Linked DNA regions of Mus musculus: regions 1, 2, 3 and 5 are each linked to region 4. Evidence: chromatin contacts called from public promoter capture Hi-C data. All regions are on one chromosome and are shown on one strand. Each heading gives the region's core, a stretch centred on a gene start, on an enhancer-like site or on the middle of the called end of the contact. The rest is flanking DNA. Distances are from core to core; before and after follow the strand shown.

What was found. Promoter capture Hi-C pulls out the DNA fragments that hold promoters and counts their contacts.
Region 1: a promoter capture Hi-C map of stem cell-derived epiblast-like cells shows a contact between it and region 4, with 4 times the contacts expected there. The contact joins the promoter of Ccdc69 here to the promoter of Mfap3 in region 4. A contact is called at or near these places in 5 of 39 promoter capture datasets (3T3-L1-derived adipocytes, hippocampal neurons, liver and 1 more).
Region 2: a promoter capture Hi-C map of hippocampal neurons shows a contact between it and region 4, with 6 times the contacts expected there. The contact joins the promoter of Slc36a1 here to the promoter of Mfap3 in region 4. A contact is called at or near these places in 5 of 39 promoter capture datasets (3T3-L1-derived adipocytes, cranial neural crest, embryonic stem cells and 2 more).
Region 3: a contact with region 4 is called in a promoter capture Hi-C map of hippocampal neurons, with 5 times the contacts expected there. The contact joins the promoter of Anxa6 here to the promoter of Mfap3 in region 4.
Region 5: a contact with region 4 is called in a promoter capture Hi-C map of hippocampal neurons, with 4 times the contacts expected there. The contact joins the promoter of Hint1 here to the promoter of Mfap3 in region 4.

Annotation. Positions count from the first base shown.
Region 1 is chr11:55,076,793-55,079,492 of GRCm38.p6, forward strand. Ccdc69 (coiled-coil domain containing 69) reads right to left here and starts at 1,339. Exons shown (of 7, transcript NM_177471.4): 1 at 1,221-1,339. The coding sequence starts at 1,268.
Region 2 is chr11:55,202,965-55,205,664 of GRCm38.p6, forward strand. It overlaps Slc36a1 (solute carrier family 36 (proton/amino acid symporter), member 1), which reads left to right and starts at 1,376. Exons shown (of 11, transcript NM_153139.4): 1 at 1,376-1,524.
Region 3 is chr11:55,032,219-55,034,918 of GRCm38.p6, forward strand. Anxa6 (annexin A6) reads right to left here and starts at 1,253. Exons shown (of 26, transcript NM_013472.5): 1 at 1,141-1,253.
Region 4 is chr11:57,517,393-57,520,092 of GRCm38.p6, forward strand. Mfap3 (microfibrillar-associated protein 3) reads left to right here and starts at 1,273. Exons shown (of 3, transcript NM_180599.1): 1 at 1,273-1,320. It overlaps Fam114a2 (family with sequence similarity 114, member A2), which reads right to left and starts at 1,252. Exons shown (of 14, transcript NM_026342.3): 1 at 1,181-1,252.
Region 5 is chr11:54,865,041-54,867,740 of GRCm38.p6, forward strand. It overlaps Hint1 (histidine triad nucleotide binding protein 1), which reads left to right and starts at 1,343. Exons shown (of 3, transcript NM_008248.3): 1 at 1,343-1,560. The coding sequence starts at 1,450.

The sequences.
Region 1 (2,700 bases), core at 89-2,588, 2.4 Mb before region 4:
TAGGGAGGCTAAGTAAAATTGAAAGTTTGGGGCCAATCTAGGCTACATATTGAGAGCTTGTCTAAAAAATCTGAACAAAAACATCCAGCCTGCTGTGGTGGGGAGGCTGGTAATCCCAGCATTGGAGAGGCAGGTGAATTAGCAGTGCAAGGCCAGCTTTGGCTACACATTAAGTTTAGGACAGCCTGGGCTACACCAGACCCTGTCTCCAAAAGTGGGGATGGGGAGAAAAATAAAACAATGAAAAGTTAGTCCAAGTGCAGGGGAGGGTTCAGAGAACACACACACACACACACACACACACACACACACATTGACAAAGTTAGGGGTAGATAAACAGAGGTAACAGGAAGACTAATGAGCTGAAGTTCCTTGCAAAATTAATCATTTTCACAGTGGGGACTGATGAAGTTCACGGGCTGTCCATCCCCACAAGGGGTGGAGAGACTGGCAGACAGGAAAAAACGACTAGGACTCTAGAGTGCCTGTTTCCTTCTCTGGGCCCCCGGCTGTCCTCAGTGGATTTGGCCCTGAATCTAGGCTCTGACCTCCTGACGTTTCTCAGACCTCAAGGGGCAGAAACCTGAGTCAGTCTCTTGGGCTCTAACCCAGCTTCAGGGCTCTGGGGCGGGAGGGACAGGAAGGAGGAGAGAGCTGCAGGAGACTACAAATCAACTCCCACTTTGGCTCCTCCCAGCTACCCTAAGGGCAGCCCACGCACCGCTCAGTTCCCGCAGGAAGCCCTGACCCGCTTCCTAGGCTCTAAAGGGTGCAGTGATCCCAGGCGAAACTCGTTAAGAGGCAGCCTGTGTCTAGCAGCCCTTGGGCAGACCAGGGAGTTGAGGTTTCCAACAGGTCTCAGGTGATGCTGGTGCTGTCCGGCTGTGGACCTATCAGAGATTGCCGGCCTTAGACCTTAGCTCAAGGCGCAGAGAGGTTAAGAACTCTGTCCTCTACTACACAGTGACAGCCCCACACTGAAGGCCACCTGCCACGGACACACCAGTCACCTCCCCGCGGGGACAGCAGGGTCAGCTGCAGTTTGTCTGGGACTGAGTGTGTTAACTCGGCTTCTGATTGCCGGGTCGGGCGGAGACAGAGCACCCCCACCCCCGCACCCCAATCTCCATGACTGCCCCCCCCACTGCTGTCCATCTGGTGTCCTCTGCTGTCCCTCTGAGCGCCCCCCAAGCAGACCTCCGTGTGCGGGCTCCCGGTACCTTCTCTGCGCGCTTGCCGCGGCTGTGCCGGCTTTGCCTGCAGCCCATCCTGCTTCGCGCGTCCCGCTGGCTGTGACTCTCAACCGCCCGGAGCTGCAGCCGCGCCGGCTGCGCGCCTTAAATGCCGGAAGAGCAGGGCCTGCGCGGGGCCCCGGCCGAGCCGGGGCCGGGCCAGGGCAGGTGCCAGCGGCGCTCCACGCCAGAAGTACCTGAGGCCGGGGCAGGAGAGATCCCCAGGAGCCACAGATGGTTCTCAGGACCCTCTGATGAGAAAGAGCTGAGAGGGAAAAGAACGAAAACAATTAAACCAGGCGTTGTGGCACACGTCTGTAATCCCAGTTCTGAGGAGGTGGAGGCAGGAGGATCACAAGTTCGAGGACAGTCTGATATATATAGGGGGTTTAAGACCAGGCAGGGCTACATGATAACCTGTCATACAAAGGGAACGGGGTTGGAGAGAGATCTTAGCAGTTAAGAGTATTTTTCTGCCCTTCCAGGGAACTATGGTTCAACTCCAGACACCCACATCGGGTGGCTCAAAGATGCCTGTCCGGCTCCAGCACATGGGCCTTTTAACCTCTGAAGGCACTGAGGGTGAGTGCCTATAGACCCAGCACTTAGGAGGCTGAGGCTGGAGTTTCAGGAAGAGGCTACAGAGTAAGTAAGAGCTTATCTCAAAAACAAAACTAACCAAGCAAGCAACCAAAAGAACAAGCCAGCTGCAGGCTCAGTGGGAAAGGCAGTTGCCTGTGATGCCGACTTGAGCTCCATCCCCAGGCCCCACTTGGTGGAAGGAGAAAAGGAACATGCATGCCAAGGCTCACACACTGCATTACCCATTCATAACTAAATCTACATTTCCTGAGCTGAAAAGGCCAATCAATTTGCAGTTCCAGGAGCCTGAGGCAAAAGGACAACCACAAGTTGGAGGTCAGTCTAGGCTACAGAGTGAGCCCTTGTCTCAAAAGAAAATGAATTAAAATTATCTCAGTGAGTAAAGGTGCTTGCTACTAAGCTGATGACCTAAATTCAATTCCCAGGAAAAAGAGAGCCAACTCCTGAAATTTGTCCTCTGATCTCCATATGTAGGCCATGTGCACACATGTGTGCACACACACTCACTCTCCCCTCTTCAATAAACAAATGAATAAATGAAATAAAAGTATACTTCAGAGAGGGACAATGCTGGTAGCAAGGCCCAGAGCCCAGGTCAAATGCTCCCCCAAACCTGGCTTTTGTAACACCCCTGCAAATAAATGACACCCACTTTCATTGTAAGCTTTCCACAAGGCTGGGCCAATAGCTTTCCCCAGCTCACAAGATCTGTGTGACATAGTCTTCTCTCCTCAGGACAGACACTGCAAGCTTGCCAGATGCAGTGGGAATGGGGACAATAGGGTCAGAATCTAGGACAAGAGACTCCTTTCTATCTTCTTGGAGTGCTCACTGGGAGCTGCACGTGGGAAGGCGATAACAGCTT
Region 2 (2,700 bases), core at 126-2,625, 2.3 Mb before region 4:
GTATGTGTATGTGTGAAGTTGTCTTTGCATCTCTGTGTGTGTGGTATATGGAGTATATGCATGTGTGGTATGTACTGTTTATATCTCTGTGTGTATGGAGTACATGTATGTATGTGTGAGGTGTATGGAACATATGCATATGTGTATGTATGTATGTATGTATGTATGTATGTGTGAGGTGTATGAAGTATATGTGTGTGTATGGAGTATATGTATGTGTGTGTGGTATATGGAGTGTGTATGTGTGTGTGGTGTATGAAGTATGTGTATGTGTGAAGTTGTCTTTGCATCTCTGTGTGTGTGGTATATGGAGTATATGTATGTATGTGTGGTATATGTTTGTATGAGTATATGTGTATATGTGTCTGTGATGTATGGAGTATATGTTGTTTGTGTGTGTGTATGTGTGTGTGTGGTGTATGGAACATATGTGCATGTACGTATGTGTGTGGTGTACGAAATATATGTGTGTACATGGAGTATATGTACGTGTGTGGTGTATGGAGTATATGTATGTATATGGTGTATGGAGTATATGTCTGTGTGTATGTGGTGTATGGAGTATATGTATGTGTGTGTTTGTGGTGTATGGAGTATATTTATGTGTGTGGTGTATGGAGTGTGTGTGTGTGTGTATGTGTATGTGTGTAGCATATGGAGTATGTGTGTGTGTGTGTGGAGTGGGGCATCGGGGAGTCAGATGGTGACATTGTCTGCTTGAGTTGTTCCCTCAACTTTTTTTCCCCACAGGTTCTCTCACTGAACCTGAGCCCACTGTTTTGGCTAGATCAGTTAGTCTGCTGAAGAGACCAAGGGATCCTTCTGCTCTGGCCCCAAGCTCTGGTGTTACTGGCACACATTGTCTTGCCTGGCTCTTTATATGTACTGGGAATCTTAACTCAGGTTCTTATTGTATCCAGTAAACCATTTTCCCAGTAGCCCCTTTTAAATTTTTTTGAAGCAAGGTATCTTTAAATCACCCAGGGTATCCTTGAACTCACTCTATAACCCAAACAGGCCTTGAACTATTTTTCTTCTCTGCTCTGGTATTGCAGTCTTGTACCATCAGGCTTAGCTGCACGATTTATTTTTTAAAAGGTGCAAACTTGTGATTATAAACCAGTAAATGCACGTTAATATATGCTGAACAAATAAATTTTAGCAAGGCTAAAAATTACGGATATTTTGCATGCCGACTTCCCTGGAGACTGCCTCAAAATCTAGGTCGTCTGCCTTAGCTCTGTGGTGGTCTCAGAAGCACTGCCCTTTCTGAAGCAGCGGCTGACGGCCGCCAGGTGGCGCTGCAGAACAAGGGTCCGGGAGGAGGAGCACGGAATGGAGCGGCACGTGACCTGGGCTAGGGAGCCAGCATCACGTGACAGGGCCCGGAAGCGGCTGTCCAGGAGGCTAGAAAACCATGGCTAGGGGTCGGCGCTGAGGCTACGCGAGGTGGGCTGAGCAGGAGCGGGAGCCAGAGCCGGAGCCGGAGCCGGAGCGGGAGCCCGGGCCGGGCAGGGCCGACCGGTGAGTAGTGCGTGCCCTGCGCTGCAGTCGGGAGTCACCTCCTGCTGTAGCACCTCCCGCCAAACGGATGCTGCTGCTCAGGGACAGGTCACCCGTGGGGTGGGGTCTCCCATGCACCTTTGACAGGTGTTCAGTCATAGTTCCCAGGTGACATCGGCAGTCACTGACGGCTAGCTCGGACCAACCCTTCGTTTGCAGATGTGGCTGTTCGAGCTATGCCCTTGCCTTGGGTCACAGGGTACCAGACCGCAACTCCTTTCCTCCGAGAGTAGGGGAAACTGAGGTCCAGGGCTGTGTGTGGGCTTCCGAGGTATCCCTGCAGCAGGGTGTCAGCTTCTGCAACTGTTTGTTTTCTGCCACGTTGCCATCTGCGGGGAAACTCGCCCTGTGAAAAGGCACTTGTCCCTTCCGCTGTGGGTCGCGCGTCCTTGTTTAGCTCCGCTGTGTCTGGGCTCTCCACGCCAGGCTTGAGTTCTGGGTGTGGTTCTGTTCACTGATGGCTTTTTCCTTTCCTTTCCTTTCCTTTCCTTTCCTTTCCTTTCCTTTCCTTTCCTTTCCTTTCCTTTCCTTTCCTTCTTTTTTCCTCTCTCTCTCTCTCTCTCTCTCTCTCTTTCCTCATCACTCAGCAGGCTTCGTTTCTAACCGTTCTGCAGTTTTGTGGAAGTCACTTAGAAATATGAAATAGGACCTGGGATAGACTGGAGGGACCAAGAGAGCTCTAGGGCATGAAAAGCACAGATGTTAACTTGAAGACCGCTTGCTTTTTGTTTTGTTTTCTGAAATTTGACAGATTCAGGTAGCGACTGCTTATATGGATGGAATTAGGGGGTGGGGGCTTGTTGAGTCAGGATAGCAACATAGTGTCCTGGAAGGAATTGACTTTGGGGAATCTGCAGAGCGTGTTTTAGCTTTTGCCTCTTGCTTGATGCCTTAGGTGACTTTGAATCCTCCCTCACCCGGGTTTACATTTTCAGTGTATGAATGATGGTAGGGTCCTTTTGTTATGAAACTCATATTTTTCCTGTTTGATTTTGTTAGGAGAGATTTACCCCCTCCTTGTAATCTGTAGGCAGTAGCCTACAACAAGAGTAGATCTTGTTCTAAAAGAATTTTACCTGTTTCTAATTGTCTTGAATCTGCCCCCCCCCCATTTATGGCTCAACTAGACATTCATAA
Region 3 (2,700 bases), core at 3-2,502, 2.5 Mb before region 4:
GGGGCACCGGAAGTGGCGGCCACCTCAGCAGACCACTATGGGGAACAAGGGCCCAGAGAGAAAAGAAGTCCTTCCAAGTGTCCCAGGCAAGCTGCAACTCATGGATATGGGAGAGGATTGCCCAGGGTCTTCCTGCAGGGCTTAGGGCCTGCAGCCAGAACATCAGGGCATACAGGGGCTGAAATAGTTCCCGGGGGATAAGAAAGGCTGGAGAGTCAAGCTATTCTGTCGGAGAGGTGGGCTCAGCAGCTTCAAGATGTGATCTGGCCAGGTGAGGTGAAATGGAGGGCAGATTCTAAGGGAACACCAGGATCCCCTACAAATCCTGGAGCCATATGCCCAAATTTGGAAGTGTCTAGTAAGACCCACCAGAGTTTAGACAAAAGGGGGTGGGGCGGGAGTGGGGCGGGGGTGGGGGGAAGCAGAAGCCAGATTCTCTCTAAAGGAGAGTTTCATCGACCACACCTGTACTCAAGATTCCCCAACCAGCAGCCAAATCAAACCCACTTTCATAGGACTGAAAGCGGGGGTTATCAACACTTGTGAGATGGGGGCTCAGAGAGGGAAAGGCGGCTGGCTCAAGGCCACACTGCAAGTTGGTGGTGGGATCTGGATTCGAGGTCAGTAGGAAGCATCTAACTAAGACCCTGAAAAACTGGGAAGGAGCCGGGTTGGCTTAGGAGAAGCAAAATTCAGAGTGGGACCTCTGCATCTTGCTAAGAGCCTCTGCGGCTCCCGGAAAGGTGAGCATCTCCGGAAAGACAGCAGGTCCTTCCTCTGACCCGCATCAGGGAGCCTTTCTCCCGGACCACACCACGAACCGTCTGGTGCTCAGCAGACTGTTCAATTCCTCAAGCTCTCCAAGTTGAGTAACTCACAGCCTCCCGCGAGGGTCACCAAGTTTTTCCACTACTTTAGACAATTAGGCTCCTGGGTCTTGGACCACACCCTCGGCGGGGCCGGGCGGGGGGCACCAGCTCCCCTCCCCCCTCAGGGTGCTGTCAACCAGCGCCAGCACTTTGGGTTCCCTCCCGGGACACACCCAGCCGCGACACCCCGGGGTGACCGCACACCAGCATGGACCCGACCAGGTCCCTTCAGTCCTGGACCCCGTGTCCCGCAGCGACTCTGCACACTCACCGCGCTAGGGAGGCCTCAGATCAGGGCGTATGGACAGACGCAGCTCGAAGCCCGTTAGCCTAGCAGCAGCCGCAGCGCAGGCTGGGCGCACGGTGGAGGGGGACACGTGGCGCGCAGGGGCCAATCGGATTCGCTCGCTGCCCGCCCCGCCCTGTCCAGCCCCACCCCGAGTGCTTCTTTTTTGGAGTTTGGGTGTCACCGGCTGCAGGGGAAGGGCATGGGGGAGGGCGCCCTCGGGGGAAACCTGCCACCTCTTACCTGGGTCGTTTCTGACCCCAGCCCTGACGTCACCTCCAGAGGGTAGGGGATTTGGCAAAGGTCACGCTGCCACCCAGAAATAGAAGTCAAATTAATGTCCTGTTCTGGACACATTCTCCAACATTCCTGCTACTCACCAAAGCTTTGTTGAGAAATTTGAAGCTTGCCAAAATTGAAGTTGAGACCTTACCTGACTGATCAGATTTCACGCCTTCCTGCCCTATCGGGTCACAGGCGTAGTCACCTACTTTGCAAGGAAGGAAAGACCAGAGAAGACCGCGCCTCGCCCAGGGTCACTCAGCTTGCAGATTGTGGGGTTGGAAATCTAATTTAGATTTGGCCTTGGGGAGTGGGTTCTGGTTGAAGAGGGAGTGATAGGAGGACCAGAAGTTGTCATCCAGGTCTGTGTGGAAAAGCGGTACAACCTCTGGAAAACAGATAGCCCAGCTTTGATAGAGAAATCTCCCTCAACCCCCAACCCCCGCCCCCACCCCGCCCCCACTGCCTGGTGGCCACAGCGGACAGCAGACTTCTGTTTGTTAATAAGTTCCTTGAGTTTCTTTAAAGGGTCATCCTCAGGAGCCAACTAGCTGCCTCAGAAGGCCAAGGTGCTTGCTGCCCTACAGGGGGCTCGCACATATTTTTTGCACTTCAATAAAGAAAATGTAATTTTTAAAAGTTAAAAGTTTAAAAAATATTATCTCCAGAATCTGTCACTCGTTCAGAGAGTAGTAAGCATCTTCCAAGATCTAGTTGGAAAATTGTCCTCCGTTTGTTTGTTGCTTGTTTGTTTTTCATTTCACCCAAAGAACACTTACTGAACCTCTGGTGCAAGCTAGAGCAAACTGAACAGGTGAGCTCTGCTGCCCAGCCCCACCCTTGGGACCTGCCAATAGACAGAGGTTTAGATTTCTCTATGGGAAGCCTGGGGCTAAGGTGGAGGAAGCACTTGGGGCAAAGCAAGTGGGGCAGTGTCACCTTCAGAACGAGAATGATGCCATTACAACTTTTGAGAGGAGCAGATTATCAGCAGAGCCTGCATCCCAGCACTGAGAGGCTGGAGCAGGAGGATCCGGAATTCAAGGTCATCACTGGCATCAAGGCCAGCCTGGGCTACACGAGACTGTCTCAGAAAACATGCAATAATAATGGTCTGGGGGTTGTGGCTCAGTTTGTAGAGTGTTTGGCATGCACGAAGCCCTGGGTTGGATAGCCAGTACCACATGAAATCAGAATTACGGGTTCATACCTGTAATCCCAGCACTCAGAAGCATCAGAAGTTCAAGGCCATCTTCAACCACA
Region 4 (2,700 bases), core at 23-2,522:
GAAAGGTAGACCAAGAATATGCTGCCTAGTGTTCTCCCTCCTCTCCTCTTCTTTTTCTGCTGCCATCTTGTCTCTCCCTCCCAATAAAACCTCTTCCACGTGAAAAAAAAAAAAAAAAAAGGTGTTGCCTAGACTCTATGGGTACACGATATGCATATATTAAACTGTCCCAAAAACTCATAGAAAAAAAAAATTCCATACACAAGTACCAATTGCCATGCAAACTAACTCAGAAAAATAGAAAAATAACTCGTTTAACTTATTCATGGCAAGAACCTTTTGCATATGGACCCAGTTCTGGAGACAGAGAAGATATGTAAGGCAATTTCTGCCCCTGTCAGTCCAAAGGCTGATCTAACAAAAAGACACCGACATGCTTGCCCAAAGTTCAGAAGGTGTTCTTGCAGCTGTATAGACACTGTTTTAGAGCTACCTTTTTCTTCTTTCTCCGAGTTACAACATATAATATATAGTCTCTCGATTTGCTCTATGTAAGCAAATAGAACGCACATATTGCATACGTTCATTTAAATTTTATGAAACTAGAACATTCCGATTAGTAAACTCCAGCTGTCCCTATTATTTCACTTGCACAATAGAGATTTTAATAAGCATCGAGGACGTGCCAAGAGTTTAGGCTGAGTCAGGAGACAAGATTCGTGAGTGGTGATGTCCCTCTCCACCGTTCCTATAAGTAAGATTAAACACATACCAGACATACGGAATTGTACTATTTAATGTTTTCCGGGTATGGTTTTTCCTGATTGGAGGAGAACAATCCAGGTGACTGGAGAAGTCAAACAAGGCGCCTCACAGTCGAGACACAAATATGCCCAGAGCACACGCGTGACCATCGCCTTTACCCGGAGGCGGCGTGGCTGGCGTGGCTGACTAGCTGGAAGCCGAGCCTGGGGTCAGCGCTGCCGCCGGTCCGTGCGACAGGGAGCCCCAGCTGCAGGCTGCGGCGACTCCCCAGCTAACGTGGCGGGTCTCTCGTCTCCGCACGTCCGCACGCAGGTCCCACCCCCAGGCCTCAGGTAAACAAGCTCTCCAGCCCTTCGGCCGGCAAGCCCACCAAACATGGCTGGAAGCGTTGCAGCCCCTCAACCCGTGACCCCGAGACCCCCCAGCCTTCGCCGCCCTCACCCGGAAGCCCCACAACCCCGACACCGCCCCTCACCGCGGCCACCGCCGCTCGCTCGCCGATCCGACCCGACCGTCGCGGAAGTACTCCTGACCTCAGCGCGGAGGCGGGGTCGCCGTCGAGGAGTACTTCCGGGTCAAGCATCCTCTAGGGCGGAAGGCGCTGACTGCAGAGAGGTGAGTGAATCCGCTGCTCCGGTGGCTTCCTGAGAGGTAAAGGATGCTTGAAGCTGGACACGGGGGATGCCAGGATGTCCGCCCTCCGTGAAGGCTGGGTGTGGGTGTCGGGGTTCCGCCATGAGGTATTTCCAGAATACTCGAGGGCCAGCGACGATCCGGGACACAAACTGGGAATTCAGGGCGGGCCCTGCTCTCAGCTCACTGCAAAGGTGGTGAGGAAGGGAGACCACCACCATCAAAACAACGGAATCTGAGGGGGTAGTTAAGTGCTTTCGTCCAAGTTTAAATGCGGTGATGGAACGGAACTGAGTGAGGAAGTGAGAAGGGGGAAGCCTGCCTGTAGGGAGGAGGAGTAGAGGTTTTGAATAAATAGTAAAGGGAGACGGGGGGGGGGGGGGGGGGCGGAGAACTTGGGCACTGGGTCTTTGTGAGGTCGGTGACCAGGCGTTTGACTTAAAATTTGGAACTCGATGGGAAGTAATTGATAGTTTCTAAGCAGGAGAGTGATATGCTTTTGATTTGTAATTTTAGATGTGCAGTGCATCGCTTCATTTGTCCCTGGGCAGTTTATCCAAGAAGACATTAAGCAAAATTGTGTTAAAATATGGGGTGGGGGGGGCACCTGAAACCCTAAAGACTTGCTTTCGAGTGTCTCGCTGTTGTGTTGTGTTGGTGTATAGCTAAGTGGGAGTGCGTTTGCCTGTCATGTGCAAGACCCTGGGTTTGATCCTGAGCACAAAAAAAAAAAAAAAAAAAAAAAAAAAAAAAAAGGAACAGATTCCCCTCCTCTGTTCAATCCCTTACATCAGTGTTCAGATGTAACTGCCACTTCCTAAAACCCTTCAAATGTTTGACTTTACTTTCAATAGTAATTCTTTACATTTCCGTATGCTGATATTCTCTACGACCTTACTAAATGCCTGTTCCTTTGAAGATTTGCAAGTTCAAGGCTAGCCTTGGCTACATTGTGAACTCTAGGCCAGCCAGAGCTAAGTAACCACATCCTGTCACAAACAAAAACGTCTGGTCCAACAAATAAACCAGAAAAAAGATTTCTTCTGGTTTTCTTTTGTAAAGGAAAAATGTATAGGAATGTATCTTGGGCCACTAGTAACTGTCTTGTCTTTTACATGTTGCCATTAGTATTATAGTGACAATTCTGAAAAATTTTGGTCTTAGAGTCCATTGCACTTAAACTTACCAAGAATTTTGAAGAGTTTTGTTTAAATAGATTACTACTGCCAGTACATTCCATTTAAGAAATCAAAACTACTCTCAAAAAAAGAAGTAGCTTTAAAATGGTAAGTCACTAAATGATAACTGACATTTCTATAAAGATTATTTTCCAGGTGAAGTACTGGCACAGGTCTGTGATCC
Region 5 (2,700 bases), core at 93-2,592, 2.7 Mb before region 4:
CTGAAGACATCCTGCTAGGCCAAAGGCATCTGACTTCCCTGGAGCTGGAGTTACAGGCAGTTGTGATGTTTGTGCTGGCCTCTGTGAGAACAGTTTGTGTTCTTGATCGCTGAACCATCTCTCTAAGTCCCCAAGGTTTCTTCCTATGGCCACTTGGAGATTGTCAGATAAGAGGGCCAGGAACAAAATCTAATGAGGTATGGAAATGGAGGCTTAGCGTGCAGGAAAAAAAAAAAAAAAAACCAACATCCAGAGGGCAAGGGTGTGAGATGTTGAAAGAAGACAAGGGTAACAACTGTAGCAACCAGGCCAACAGATCTATATGACAACTGCGATTGTCTAGAGAACGCTGATTGGAGGTCCTGCCTAATCCCGACAAGGAGGAAATGACCCAAAGGACCAATGATGACAAAGTGCACACCATATGTAGAAAACACTTTTTAGGAGGAGCAAAGGGATAGAGAGGAGGAAGGGTGGAGGTGGGGCCAAGGAAGACTTTTTGTTTCTTCCAGGTGGAGCATCTTACCTGAAGCTGATTCCTGCCGGGGAAAATGGCCCAAGAGGCTTACAAACAACTGCCACCTAAGGTCTCATCTCTGCAGTCTTGGACTTAATTGATGCAGAGTGTGGCCAGAGATGTTTAAAGAGCTCCCAAGTGGTTTTTAGTGTGTAGTTATGACTGAGAATTGCTGCCACACACAGCAAGAAACAAACAAACAAAAAAACCCCACCTGATGTAAGACTTCACCTGGCTCTTAGCTAAGGCCTCAAACAGCTGAGGGTTTAAACGATCACGGTCAAGAGCACTTGTTCCTCTTGCAGAAAGGACCAGGCTTCAGTTCCCTCCACCCACATGGCTCACAACTGTAACTCCAGTTCCAGGGGATCCAAAGCATTAGATGTGATTCACTCTTACACATGCTTGCAAAATACTCATCTACATATAAAATAAAAATCTTTTTTAAAAAATTAAAAAAGGGAAGGCTAAGGTATCACACCCAGTAAATGTGATCAGAACAACTTGAAATAGAAACCAGACTGTTCTGGAGCAGGGTCTCGGGTAGCCCAGGCTGGCCTCAAACAATGTGGAGAAGGATGAACTAAACTCTTCCATCCTCCTGTCTTCATTTCTCAAACTCTGGGATTACAGGCGTGCAGCACCAAGCCGGGCTCGTGAGAGGAAGGGATCAAACCTAGAACTCCGTACGCGCTTGGAAAGCACTGTACCAAGCCGAGCCTCCTCCCAGAACTGGCAAATCAAAATTTCCTATAGAGGTGCAGAGGCAAAGAAAGGGCGTTTCCTCCGCCCATTTCGTTCCCTCGCTCGCCGCACGCCGGCGCCAGTGCGCACGCGCAGGCCCACCGGGCGCGAGCCGGCAGTCTCCGCGCGCTCCCGCGGTTCCTCTCCCCACTGTGGCCGCGGCGCGGGAAGGACAGTGAGCGGCCGCGATGGCTGACGAGATTGCCAAGGCTCAAGTGGCCCAGCCCGGCGGCGACACGATCTTCGGCAAGATCATCCGCAAAGAAATCCCCGCCAAGATCATCTTCGAGGACGACCGGGTAGGCTTGCCGCTTGCCCGGCGACACGCCGGCGTTCCCTGAGGAGCCGCGGGCCTGAGGCGACGCGCGGCCCGGCTGGCCTGGCCCTGCGCCCGCGTGGCCCTGCGGCGCGTGCCTGCGCTCGGGTTACGCGTTATCGGCCGCTCGGCCCGCCGCGTGTCGCGGCCCTGGTGAGGTGATGCGGGCGGAGGCCCCGGGAGGTGACGCCCGCCCGGGCCCCCTGTAAAGTGCAGACCCGTGGGGTGACGCCCACCGGGGCCCGCGGCCGCCACCCACCACGCGGGTGTCAATCTGGCCTTCGGGAAACCGGATCCTGCCCCCGGCGCAATCTCCGCGATCTCCCGCGCGCAGCGGTCCCCGCACTGCGAGGTGACCGGGGATTCGAGATCCTTATGCTCCCTGTCCCCTGCTCCGGCTGCAGACGTTGCCTCTGGGGACTGGAATTAGCCCTTCAAGCTTTTTAAAAAAATACTGCTTTAGGGTGTTTTGTTTGTTTTATTTTAATAGATCGGCTTCACTACTCTAGGCAGGCCATGAACTTGCTGACTAACTAACTGGGGCGGACCTTGAACCCTTGATCCCCCGCCTCCACCACCCATATGCTAAGGATTGCAGGCAGCCCACACCCTGCTGATCGGAGAAAACATTTATGGTGCAAGATCCAAAGTTGTATTTTTTCCCCTCCTTGATAGATGAAATCTCAGTCGATAGTGAAGACCAATTTTGTAAATTATTCCCTAGACAGTTCTGTTTATGGCTTTCAGTCTCACATAAAGCAGGGTGGGAGCTTGGCCCATTGACCAAAAGGTTTTATACGGGTTTGTTCAGTTCACTTTAAGAAACATGCAATATGAGAAAGCATTAATGCTACTGGTAATGTTCACATAGACTTGAAATAGTACTCCAAATTTCATTGGGTTCTTGAGGTGAGTTTTATTTAAATTGCCTGTATTTGTCACTAGTCTTAGAAAAAGGCCCATTTCATTTACAAAGTTTGCAAGTCTTTTAGTGTGTTCTGTAATCCCAGTCCCACCATCCATAAGACTGGCCAGCCTGTATTATGGAATAAGACCCTAACTCAAAAACAAAGCAAAACAGAACACTTGCAAAGAAAGAAAGAAAAAGCTTTAAACACAAAAC